3 separate regions of the Mus musculus genome follow, and all the other regions are linked to region 2. A link is a contact called in public HiChIP or PLAC-seq and promoter capture Hi-C data. All regions are on one chromosome and are shown on one strand. Each heading gives the region's core, a stretch centred on a gene start, on an enhancer-like site or on the middle of the called end of the contact. The rest is flanking DNA. Distances are from core to core; before and after follow the strand shown. Region 1 holds the start of Haspin (histone H3 associated protein kinase). Region 2 holds the start of Ankfy1 (ankyrin repeat and FYVE domain containing 1). Region 3 holds the start of Smtnl2 (smoothelin-like 2).

Region 1 (4,076 bases), core at 190-2,689, 450 kb after region 2:
AATGATTTTTAGGGCTACAGGTGCTTGGTCGTTAATTATCTGAAACACTTCTCCAAACACTCCTTCCCCAATCTTCTCACACCGTTCCAGTTTTTCCGTGGAAAGGCAATCACTAAAGGGGATGGGCCCTTCCTGATTACACTCCCCATAAACCTTTTCAGCATAAGATGGCCTTTGGTCTGTGACATGCAGGGTCTTTAAGGGACTTAGCAAATACACAGAAGAGCATCGAGAAGAAACAGTAAGGTGTGCTCTGTTCTTGATAGGAGGGGTCGAACATTCAGACAGGAGGGACCTGGAGGAAGAACTGGCAACAGAACTGCATACCTCTATCACACTGGTTATAATTTTCTTCTTGTGGAAACCGAAGGAGGCTCTGGTTTTGGTCCAAGAATCCCTCTGGCTAGTATTCAAGTTCCATAAGGAGACTGACGCTTTCCTTTTCTTCTTAGATTGGTGGTAGTGGCGGGGAGGGGTTCCCGTTGCTTCTTGCTGTTTCCTCTTCCGGAGTGGCCCAGTTCTCTTAGGCCTGCTGATTTCCCCTGGTACACGAAGGTCTTTGCAAGCACTGGACTCCTCATAGTCTCTCTGGTCGACTCCTTGGGACACAACCTTTTTACACGCGGCCTTTCTCTTTCCCGGGCTTGTCAGATCAGGGTCCGTTAGTCTGTTTCCCATCTGCTGTCTTCTTTCACAACACGATTCCTTCACATTCTCCCCATCTGTCCCAAACTTGTTCTCTTCTGTGGCCCCTGAGTTCACAAGGCTAAAGAGAGATGACCTGAAGCTGGCTTCGGCTCGGAGGGCCCTCCCGGTGTACCTGTCACCGGTTGCTGCCACCTGGGGGCAGGGCACAGACGGTTCACTTAGGGAGGCTGCCGGCAAGTGGAAGCTCCCGGGGACTGCAGAGTCAGCATACAAAGGGTCGGGGGCTCCGGGCGAGGCCGGAGAGCTGAAGAGGGAGGCACTGGTGCCCAGCTCGTTGCTGTCCCTGGACTGGATGCACACACTGTGGTCCGACCCGAGGCAGCCCGGGCTGCAGTTGGGGAAAGGTGGCGGTCGCAGCCGGCTGCACGGGGTGCTGCACTTCTGCGGGAGCCGAGGTCGCAGCCTTTGGACTCTTGGAGTGTTTGTCAGGGTCCGCTGGTTCCGGGAGCCGCTGCCCCGAGGACGCCTCCGCCGCTGGCCCACGAGGCTGCCGGGGAAGTCGGGGTCGTCCGGGTCGTCGGAAGCGACAGCCGGCGACTCGTTACTGTCGCTGAGGCTGCTGCTGAAGGCGCGCTTCAGGTTCGGCGGCTGGAACCATTGCTCAGCCAGCCCGCCAGGCTGCCGCTGCGACCCCCGGACGCCCCTCGCCGCGTACGTTCGAAAGAGCCGGGTACCCGACCGCGGGTGAGCCTGTGCCATAGCGAGCGCCCGCCCGGCGTTTCAAACAGAAACACCGCGAGACTGCGGCGAGCGCGCGAGCGCCCGTCGGCCCGCTGGGTCCTAGCGCCGGCCCTCGGCTGCGCAGCCTGCCTGACCTCCCGGAAGCCGGCAGGGGGCAGATGCCTAGCGGGACTTGGAGCTCAGGGTGGCTCAGCAAAGGCTCTCTTTTCAGGACCACACTGAGTGCACCCAGAGTCAAGAGCCTGCGTGTGGAAGCGATCCTGTGCAGGTGAGCGAAGTCGTCTCAAGAGCCCGAGAGAGGGATGTGGAGAGCCTCTTGAGAGGGTGACTGCTTCTGCAGTGTTCTTTCTGAGACTTTCAGCCTCTCTGGTCCTGTTTGCCAGGATAACTGACACTTGGCTTGGGCGAAGGGGACTTGCTCAAATGTCTGCTCTGGGACCTTGGATGCCCTATCTTAGATATTCAGATTTTCAATCCTAAAACACGAAAAGGGAGTAAGCAGACTCACCTTTTGCTTTTGCAGCATGTAAAAGAATGGCATTCAGTGGTCTGTGCTATCACATCTAATAAAGAAAATGTAACCGTGGCCGCAGAGATCTCCGTGGGCCACACTAAGCAGGTACTTGAGACTGAGAGACTGCAGATTGGGTCGTCCAATCCTAGAGGACCTATCCTCTAAGAAAGGATAATAGCATCTGAAAGGTGCCGTTCAAAATAGATCATTTGATTGGCCTGTCTCAAACAGCTCTTAGCAAGTTACTTAGTAGGGATTTTAATCTTTTTCCATACTAAGACATGTTGGAATGACCTGTGATTACCTCTTTGTTTCATCCCCAAGTGTATCCCAGCAGCAAACCCTGCCATCCCACCTTCAGAATACATATGAAATCACTTCTCTCTGTCTCTATTGATGTGGCTGTAATTTAGGTCACCGTCTCTGGCCTGTTGCATAACCTTGGACATGCCCTCTTTGTCTTGGCTTCCCCCCTAACCAGTACAAATAGTTCTTCAAGAGCTGGAGGGCCAGGCGTGGTGGCACACACCTTTAATCCCAGCACTCAGGAGGCAGAGGCAGGCGGATTTCTGAGTTCAAGGCCAGCCTGGTCTTCAAAGTGAGTTCCAGGATAGCCAGGGCTATTACAGAGAAACCCTGTCTCGAAAAAAACCAAAAAAAAAAAAAAAAAAAAGAGCTGGAGAGGTGGCTCAGCAGTTCAGAGCATGCGCTCTTACAGAGGATATGTTGCTTCGGCTCCTAGCACTCAAGTTGGGCAGCTCACAACTACTTGGGACTCCAGCTGTTGGAGGATCTAACTTCCTCTCTTGGTCTCCATGCATATGTGCACATACATGCACACTTATTTTTTCTAAATTGTATACAAGAAGTACGCTGTAGCTATCTTCAGACACACCAGAAGAAGGCATCGGATCCCATTACAGATGGTTGTGAGCCACCATGTGGTTGCTGGGAATTGAACTCAGGACCACTGGAAGTGCAGTCAGTGTTCTTATTTGCTGAGACCTCTCTCCAGCCGCGCGCCCCCCCCCTCCCCGTGCACAATATTTTTTAAAACACGAAATAATTCATTTAGCATTAGGATCCTCCTTTAAAACTTTGGACCAAAGCCGGACATGGTGGCGCATGTCTTTAATCCCAGCACTCGAGAGGCAGAGGCAGGCGGATTTCTGAGTTCGAGGCCAGCCTGGTCTACAAAGTGAGTGCCAGGACAGCCAGGGCTATACAGAGAAACCCTGTCTCGAAAAAAAAAAAAAAAAAAAAAAAAAAACTTTGGACCAGAAACTCCAAATGAACAGAAGCAGTGGACTTTAGAGTTGGATACATTTAGCTTAAAACCCATACTTCTTTCTTGGTGTGCAAAGAATTACATGATCTGGTCTGTATTTAATCCTTCACCCTTTCTCTCCTGTCTCTTTCTTATGTGTTGTTTCTATTTTTTAACTTGCTAATGTTATTGTAGCCAGTGGGCCTTTGTAATGTAGTTACTTCGTATAACATTACTCAAATGTTATTTTCTCTAGAGAGGCCTTACTATGAGGTGGGAACAAATGGTCAAGTTTACCATTGTGTGGAGAGTCCGATGAGAGCAGTGTGGTCTCCTGACCTAGGAGTGGGGCTGAAGGAGAAGGGGTGTGTGAGGCAGGATGTTTTAGGGCTGTCTGGAACTGACTGTGGATGGAGGTTGTGGCATGAGGTCATGTGTAATTGAAGTTGGGGGATGGGGGAGTGGCTACAGACTTGTTGCTTGGATAGCTGGGTGGGTGCTGCAATCACTTATGAAGGCTAAGGGAATATTGGAGAAGGGGTTATTAGAAGGGAAAGATGGTTGGAACTCTCTAGAAACCGTGAGCTCAAGTCTAAGCCATGTTTCATGTTCCCCCACACCCCAACTTTCCCCACCTTATAGTTACTAAGAGATGTATCTGAACTGCCGATCCTTGGTGAAATATCTTTCAACAAATCTCTCTATGAGGGGCTGAATGCAGAGAACCACAGGACGAAGGTAATGCCTGCCTGTTTTCTGATTAGTGTTCTGGGAAAGCCATTGCCACTTCTGACCTTGTCTGCACTACCAACCGCCCTTGTGACCCTGAGCTTCTGCCTCAGTTTCTCTTTTGTGAAATAGGAACCAACAATGGTGTGTACTTAGTTTAAAAATCTATTGATTTTG
Region 2 (3,992 bases), core at 1,018-3,517:
AAAGTTTTTACCATGTAAGCATGAGGACCTGAGTTCAGATCTCCATCCAGCGCAGCAATGCTTATCTAAATTCCAGTGCTGGAGAGGCAGATTCAGAAGGCATTTCTTGGTCTGTCAATCCATATATTTGAGCTCCAGTTTTAGTGAAAAACTATCAAAAAAATACAGTGAGCTGGGTGTGTTGGGGTGTACCACCTTTAATCCTAGCACTCCAGAGGCAGAGGCGAGTGAATCTCTTGTGTTTGAGGCCAGCCTGGTCCACAGCAGGAATTCCAGGACAGCTGAGGCTACAGACGCTCTCAGAAAAATGAGTGAACTACAAATGAGCAAGGTACCTTGACCTCTGGCCTCCACAAACATGCTACACTTTCACACATAACCTATAAAAGAAATACAGTACTTGAATGCTCACAAAATCTCATTCTTCACAATACTAGAAACCATGTTTTTATTAAGCAAGTTTCTTGATAGTAGATTTTGGTATCTGTGCATCATAAAGGATCTGGCCAAATTTTTAGGATAATCCAGGGCAAGAGTATCTCAACTAGAAACAAGTTGGAGCCTTGTCAAACCTTCCAAAACGAAGTGGGACTCGGATCTCCCGCCTAGAGCAACTTCCCGCTCCACTTTCATTCACCCCTTGTCTGCTCTGGCTCCTCCCTTTGCCACGCCTCCATCCATGGATACCTCTGACCCTAGCATTTGGAAAAGCAGGAGGACCAGTAATTCTAGACCAGTCTGTACTCCATGAGACTTGTCCAAAAAAGTGAAAACAAAAACAAACAAAAAACCTGGCTCAGATTAAGTTTGCTGGGCTTGCAAAGCAAGGCAAAGAGAAAACATGCTGCAAACAGATGTCAGATATGACAGCACTTTCCAACCAGTTAAGTTGTTTTAATGTTAGGAGCTTGAGTATTTTTAGGGGATAGAAGAGTCTGTTTATGCTCAAAGCTGGTTTATCTAGCCACCTGAAGATCTCAAAAACTCATTTGACACACCTATGAACCATCCTCAGCAAGGCAGTGAAGCTTTGAGCTCAGGCACTTCTATTGAAACTAACAAATATTGTTTCTTTAATCACATGTCGCTTATCCAGGGCCACTACTTTAACACTGCCCTGTTATTTCCTTCACTACTGTAGTCTGCTACAATCGGAACATCAGTTTTTAGTACATAATTATCCTTAATGTATTTAAGTGTCCTTCTCTTCCATTTTCTAAGTGTTTTTCAGCCAGGGTCGTCCCCTTTTCAAAATTTTAACCATTGCCCTTACATTTTTATAATCTGAACTCAATCCCTTCATTATTCCATTTCATTGCCCTCTAATGCTTTCTTTAACTGTGGCAGATCTTCCTAAAATCTTAACTGTTCTCTAAGTCACTACTTAACTGTTGATGCATTATTTCTATTCTCCTTTGTTGACCTGGAGGCTTCAGGTGTGCTAAGTACATATTCGTTACCCGGGCCAAGAAAAAGTATTTATGTCAAGTGTGGTGGCACTTGCCTTTAATCGCAGCACTCCAGGCAGAGGCACTAGGGTCTCTTATCAGTGTCAGGCCAGCCTGGTCTACATAGTAAGTTCCAGAACAGCCAGGATTATGTAGAGAAACCCTGTCTCAATTCCCCACTCTACCTACTCCACAGCCAAAAAAGGCATACTATCTAGGATTGTCAGCCCTCTATTTTGCTATTATAAAAATCATCTAATCATTCTCACATTCACAAAAGGTTTAAGCTCCTGGTTTACAATCTGAATTCCTTCTCCATGGCCTTGTCAACCGTTATTAGCTCCTAGTGTTATTTGGCTTTGCCACTTTGACCTCAGGGATCTCACAATTTTGCTTACATAAAATTGTATAGAGATTTGCAGTTTTTGCGACCCCTATATTTGTAACCAGTGTGTTTGCCTGTTTGATAACCCAAGTTGTCTGGTTTTAGCCATAAAAATTCCCAAAGCCCTGGAGAAATGCTATCATTTAAGTATTAGGACAGCGTCCCACGTGGTTACAAAGTAACTTAAAGATCCGCAGTCCCTGCCTCAGAATAGTCCATGTTTGCTCTACCCTGACGATCGCCTGGAGTACGAGATAGCCCAGTCCGCGCTTGTCAAACCTTCCAAAACGAAGTGGGACTCGGACCTCCCGCCTAGAGCAACTTCCCGCTCCACTTTCATTCACCCCTTGTCTGCTCTGGCTCCTCCCTTTGCCACGCCTCCATCCATTCTCGCGAGACTTGATGATTCCCTTGCGCCGGCATTTATCGCGAGGCTGTAGGCAGGGCCGGGCCCGACATGGCGGAAGGTAGGTTTTTTGTGGGGTGGCACGGGAAGACGCGAAGCAATAGGGGTACCACTGGCCGGGCACAGAAGCCCCTGGAAGGGTTGTCCGGCTGTGGTCGTACGGTGCATCACGTGTCTCGCGAGCCTTCCTATGTAGCGTTTCGGGGCTCCCCGGGCCGGGGTTCTCAGCGCCGTTCCTATGGCAACGCCCCTCCTGCAGTCTGTCTTCACTCGTCACCCCCCGCCCCCAACCCCGATCCCGGTAGTCTCAGAACGAGAAAGGGGTCGGGTCCTGGGAGCGAATGCACCCGCGGGACTCGAGAAAGCTGTAGAGGAGCTTCTTGTGCCAGCCATGCTGGAACGGGGAGGGAAGTGCCCCTCTCCTTAGGAAATCGAAACTGCTGTCATGGCAGGTCCTGCATCCGGAAGGGTGCATCTCTTGCCTGCGGAAGAGCTTGGGACTCTTCCTTGGAAGAGCCGGGACTGCAGCTGGACGACGGGCTTCTTGGGCGTGCGCTGTAATAGTCTTTAAGCTTTTTGGCAGCCCTAGCAAATGTGGGCACGCTCAGATTCTCTGAGGTTTACAAAGGGGCAAAAGGAGATGTTTCCTCAGTAAGGAAGTTGACCAAGGTCACACTGCTTGAAAGAGGTGTGCTAAAGCCAGGCTTCGGTTCCTTTACCTCCTGCTTTAGTCCTTCGTCTCTTTTTTAGTACTTTACGACATTGCAGGTAAAGGCATCCGGTTTCTCAGGTGCAGCCTCCCTTAAGGAATAATGTTAGGATCTTTGCTTGCCATAGCTTTACTGTATGAGTTGGGGTGAAAGCCCTGAGATAGTGAGTTACCTAGTAGTGATCAGACAATATTAGACCTGGCCGGTGTGCTTCTCCTGTGTACCCCATTGTTGGAGAAAAATACTTCTTGTTGGACTTTGTTGAGTGGCTGAAGATTTACTTGATCTAGACCTGGCCTATTTTGTTTTTGTCTTTTGTTTGTATTTTTTGGTAAGTGTTGATTAAACTCATCATTTCTTGATCTGAGATTTGGGTAGTGTGACAGTTTGTGTAGTCTTCTCAGATTTGAATTAGGTTTAAGAGTGACACGAAGTAGGCCTGCCAGGTGTGTTATTTGCCCTTTATAGTTAAGTGAACTGAGGCCAGATTCATGGCTGGGACTGGATTCTGTTTTCATTTTTACTTTTTCTATCTGTTAAACACCTTGGAGGTGGTGAACATTGTCCAACAGAGGAGGAGAAAGCGAAGTGACTGAAAGTGCTGGGTGTGGTGATGTATGCCTGCCTGCTTGTAGTTCCTTCATTCAGCACTTGGAAGGATCTGGAATTTAGGGTCATTCACAGCCTACCTGGAGTGCATGAAACCCTGTTCAAAAAATGAACTAGATGATTTTGCACACCACGGAATGTTGTGTACCTGTTGCTCAGCAGCGAGGTTTGGGAGGAAGGTTCAGGAAGGCACGATGTGAGATCGTGAGCAGTGTAGAGCCTTTAAGAAGGAATCTGCGTGTTGGGGAAATGCATGACCAAGTTTCAGGTCGTGGAGGAGGGAGTTTCTCAGTCCGTAGTTGTATTGAGAACTTAATTGTGTTTGTGCTCAGGTTCCAGTTGTGGGGAATTCATACAGGCCAAGGTTAGTACACTGCGTGTTTACTTTTGGTTGCCTTGAGGTGATTAGAAACATCTATCTAGCCAGAGGACAA
Region 3 (4,464 bases), core at 873-3,372, 280 kb before region 2:
GTTCCCCAACTCCTCTACCTGGTCAAATTCCCGCTTAAAAAGTCACAGCTGGAGAAGCACGCACCCACACATACACACGCACTCACATTACACACACTCGTGCATGTACATGCATACGCACAGCACACACACATACGCCTGTGTACACACACCCACATTTGCACATGCTCGAATCCCCACGGGACTCAGATTGTTTTTCTTAAAACTTGAACAGCTGCCTCCACAAGTTACAAATAGACATTAAAACTTCAGCAGCAAATGAAGGCCCAGTCTCTTAGGCACATGTGACACTCCCAGGAACAGTTTTAGACTACGGACATGCAGACTCATAGGACAGAGTCAAGTGTTTCCATATTTCTAGACACTTCGCCTGGAACACCCGGAGTTCTACCCCCATCCCCAAAGCCCAGTTCCTCTGCCTAACTTGGAGGGCCTTCACAACTCAAGCCTCCCTTGTCCACCTGAAGGCTGCACCCTGGCTGGTGAGCACTTTTGGCCACTCCAGGCAGCATGCATCGTGCTGCCATTTGCAACAAGCACAGCACACCCTCCTCAAATCCCCAATGCAAAAGGAGCAGAGTCTGGAGCAAGGCGTCTCTGCTCACCTGTTGCCACTGTTCAAGTCTGGGGTCACCTCCACCCAGGCTGAGACCTCCAGGGGCAAGGACTTATCTGATGTCCTCCTGCTGAGGCCCACAGTAGAGCTAAGGGCCTTGGGAATACACCAAGGCAGGGGGCAGAGGCAGTGTACTAAGACCCTGGCCCTTGAAAAGCACCTCCCACCCCTCCCACTCCTCCAACCCCTCCCACTCCTCTCCCCCATCCCCCACTTCCCTCCCCCCCCACCACCCCCCCACCCCGCCAGCAAATTCCGGGTCAGGATGGAAAATCCCACCTAAGGGCCACTGCACACACCATAGAAACAGTCTAACCAGGCTCTGTCACTCCAGGAGGTCGTGACCAAGTGGTAAAACTGGTCCACACCAGCTTCTGCCCAGAAATCTAGACACAGCTAAAGGCCCGTTCCCCCTCTCCGTTTCCAGTAAAGGGTCTGCCCTCTGCAACATGAGTTCCCAAACAGTTACTGATCAGTCCAGACCAGAGTGCGCTCACATGCGCGCGCGCGCGCGCGCGCGCACACACACACACACACACACACAGAGGCAACTCAGTCGGGGTTAATCTACAACCGGAACGGTCAGGCCTCAGTGAAGCAGCAACACAGTGCGCGTGAACAAAAACGTTGTAGGGGGCAGGTAGAGGACGCTGACCATTCCAACTTGCAGGTGAGGACCCAGACGACAGTGAACTATCAAAGACTGAACCTTGGCGTCCAAACTCTTAAAATTCATGGGTCAGATGGGAGAGGGCAGATCTCAAGGCAAAAACACCACCCGGATCCAAGAAAGAAGTGCAAAGCAGGTGCAGCAGGCCTACTAAAACAATGTTTCTCCTGTCCTTTCCAGCTCTGGAGAGCTTAAATGTAATCCCGGCTACCAAGTCCCAGCGGCAGGTGGAGGTATAGCTCTCTTACTAGAGGACGCTCGCCAGCGCACGCACTCAGAGCTGATGGGCGGCACCAATTTCCCAACCCTACACCCCAGGCACGCTCCTAGTCGCTCACATCCCTCGCGCCGCACCCCCGGGGCTCACCGGGCTTCGACCGGACAGCGAAAAGGTGGCATGACTGGAGAAGCGTGCAGTGCCCAAGCGGGGGGCGCGGTCGGTAACTGTGGCCGCCGGAGGGGGACTGGGCGTGCCGGGTGCAGGGGACACTCCAGTCGCCAAGCCCAGCGCCTCCACCTGGCGCGTCAAGCGTTCGAGCTGTGCCTGCAGCCGCTGGTTGTCCCGCTGCAGCTCGGCCACAGTACGAGCCAAGGGGCCGGCCAGGCGCAGCGCCTCTGCCACGCGCCGCTCCACGCCGCGCTGCAGCCCCTGCATGTCCTCGTGCAGCGCACGCACCGCACCCTCCAGCGCCGCCTCGTAGCGGCCCAGCGCCTCGCGCACTGTGTGCGCCTCCTCGGCGTCGGGGGACGGCTCCATGGCCGAGTGGGGCACACCGATCGGACAGCGGGCAGAACGCGGGAGACGTTGAGAGATCCGCAGCTCCTTGGGACGACTGGCGGGCCGCGGCTGGCTGAGCCCGAGGGGCGGCCGGAGGGGGCGGGAGCAGGGCGGGGCAGACCCCTAGAGCCCCAGGACTGGGCGCTGAGTGAGGAGGCGGGGCCGAGGGGGCGGGACAGCCCATTCCAGGACACCCCGCCCCTGGGGACTGGCCGGGTCGGTGCGGGATGCCTGGCCCCGGAGGCACTTAGTGAAAAGTTCTCCTTCTCTGCTTTGCAGGGATGTGGATCCCTGGGGGAGTAAGGAGTCCCATACACGCTTGACCCCAGGGAGTGGTGTGCGACCCGGTGAAAGATCTGGGAAGAAGACACTCGAAAGGACATTACTCTAGGAACAACAACTAAAAGAGTTATACATTTCCCTGTAGGTCCACTTTGGTTGGACTCTCCCCCCTGTTCAGGGAACCGCAGCAACTGTACACACACACACACACACACACCATAACCGCTCTGACTCACCTTTGTATGCATCTCCGGTCACCACCGGTACCATCCAGTTCGCAAATACTCACTTGTGAGACTTTTTAAAAAAATATTTATTTGACTTTATGTGTGTGAGCCTGCTTGTCTGTATCTACACAGCATGTGTGGTGCCCACATAAATCACAAAGTGGTGTCAGGATCCTCTAGAACTGGAGTTTCCAATAGTTGTGAGCCATCATGTGTGTGCTGGGAGCCGAGTTCTGGGGTTTCTCTGAAAGAGCAAAAAGTGCCCTAAACTGCTAAGCCCACACTTCAGCCCCCCACCTGTGACACTTTTGCCTGGGATTTCTTGCACCAGTTCTGAGATCAGGAAGAGTTATGTAGATGGTAAAATGCCCCTCCTATCCTCCTAGGCCTGCTCTCTGTGTGTGTGTGTGTGTGTGTGTGTGTGTGTGTGTGTGTGTGTGTGTGTTAAAGATGAACAGGAAGGTTGGGACCCAAATCCCAAAATCTTGCTATGAGCAACTTTGGGATCAAAAACTAGGATGTGCACTGCTGCCCCCCTCTTCCCCAAGCTCAGTCAAGAACCTCGATCCACCTGACAACCTTCAAACCTCTTTTTTTCTCCAGCACTCCTCTTATTCCAGAAAGTCCCCTTTCCCAGCCTAGAAACCCCAAACATCACCAAAGAAGGAGGGATGGAGGCAATTGTTGCTCAGGATAACAATATGATAGATGTTGTAAACATTTAAAATAAAGAAAAAACCATCTCATTCATTGTGCTAAAAGGCTTTCCTAACTCGATTTCTCTGGGCCTGGGCTATGGGAGGTGGCTCAAAGCCTGGAGAGGCCTAGTGAGATGATCCATAGGAGCAGGCTCAAAGGCTTGTTCTGGTCATACTGTTCTGCTTCCAAGGATGTCTGGGAGGCCCCAGACCCTCCTAGACTGCCCTTTCCTTCCCCCAGGAGCTGGGTTAGCCTAACAGATGCTAAGAGCTGATCCCCTCCCCCGGGTAGGGACAGGAAGGAACACTGGGTTACCTAATCCAAGGAGCTTTCCAGCAATTATTTCATGGGAAAGTCAAGTGCCAAAAGGCGTGCATGTTGCATGTCTGTGTGTGTGTTCCAAGCAGCCGTCTGGACAGGGTGAGCCAAACCGCTCCTTGCATTCTTTCTCCGGGTGGAATCTTTGATAGAGCCCTGGAGAGGGGCCACTTGGAGAGCTTATGTCCCAGACAGCGCTGCCCACCCTACGGGTCTGAGCCCTGGAGTCAGAGAAGTCCAATCTTTCCTTTGCAGAACACAGGGAAGCAGAGGATGCCTGAGAAGGACCCAGACAGGTTAGTCCCTGACCTCCTGAGTAGGCCTCTGGGCGCCAGCATTGTATGTGTTTTGGGGGCGGAGGTTGTGTTGAGAGTAGAAAATGATCAGGGGCCCAGCCCTCTGTCTGACCATCCTGGAGAAAGTGGGTAGCTGGGTCTCTAAAGTGGGAATCCCAAGGAGTAGAAAGTCCAAAGATGTAGAGATCTGCCAAGGATGCAGACAAAAAGTCTCCAACCTCAGCTAAGCTGTCCGGTCCTTCCTGAGACAGTATGGGAAGACCTAAGAGTAGCTTTCATGGGAGGGTGGAGCAGGACTTCTTCTGAGGCCAGAAGGTTAGAGAGAACAGGATTCAACCCATCCTCCAACTGCCCCCACCCCCAGTCTTAGCCCTCAGCAGTCAAATCACCTGTAAATTAGAGATAAGCCTGGTGTGGTAGTGAGGTGAAGAAGGTGAGGAGGAAGAAGAAAGCAGGAGTGAGGGAGACCGGCATCTTGAGCCTGGACAGAGGACCAACACCACCCTAACCCTGACTCTAACACGGATGGGAGGGGGCAGTTCTGCTCCCAGCCCTGGGCTCCTCTCAACTCCTCCTTG

The links. Promoter capture Hi-C pulls out the DNA fragments that hold promoters and counts their contacts. HiChIP or PLAC-seq counts read pairs in DNA pulled down with a chosen protein or histone mark.
Region 1: a contact with region 2 is called in a promoter capture Hi-C map of pre-B cells. The contact joins the promoter of Haspin here to the promoter of Ankfy1 in region 2. A contact is called at or near these places in 1 of 39 promoter capture datasets (pre-B cells) and 1 of 484 Hi-C or Micro-C datasets (CD4 T cells).
Region 3: an H3K27ac HiChIP or PLAC-seq map of extraembryonic endoderm stem cells shows a contact between it and region 2, with 2.1 times the contacts expected there. The contact joins the promoter of Smtnl2 here to the promoter of Ankfy1 in region 2. A contact is called at or near these places in 1 of 39 promoter capture datasets (pre-B cells) and 3 of 115 datasets of contacts at active chromatin or transcription factors (embryonic stem cells and extraembryonic endoderm stem cells).

What each region holds. Positions count from the first base shown.
Region 1 is chr11:73,136,855-73,140,930 of GRCm38.p6, forward strand. It overlaps Haspin (histone H3 associated protein kinase), which reads right to left and starts at 1,440. Exons shown (of 1, transcript NM_010353.2): 1 at 1-1,440. The coding sequence starts at 1,407. It overlaps Itgae (integrin alpha E, epithelial-associated), which reads left to right. Exons shown (of 31, transcript NM_008399.3): 27 at 1,601-1,657; 28 at 1,913-2,008; 29 at 3,813-3,908.
Region 2 is chr11:72,687,735-72,691,726 of GRCm38.p6, forward strand. Ankfy1 (ankyrin repeat and FYVE domain containing 1) reads left to right here and starts at 2,268. Exons shown (of 25, transcript NM_009671.5): 1 at 2,268-2,300. The coding sequence starts at 2,291.
Region 3 is chr11:72,409,591-72,414,054 of GRCm38.p6, forward strand. It overlaps Smtnl2 (smoothelin-like 2), which reads right to left and starts at 2,123. Exons shown (of 8, transcript NM_177776.3): 1 at 1,654-2,123. The coding sequence starts at 2,043.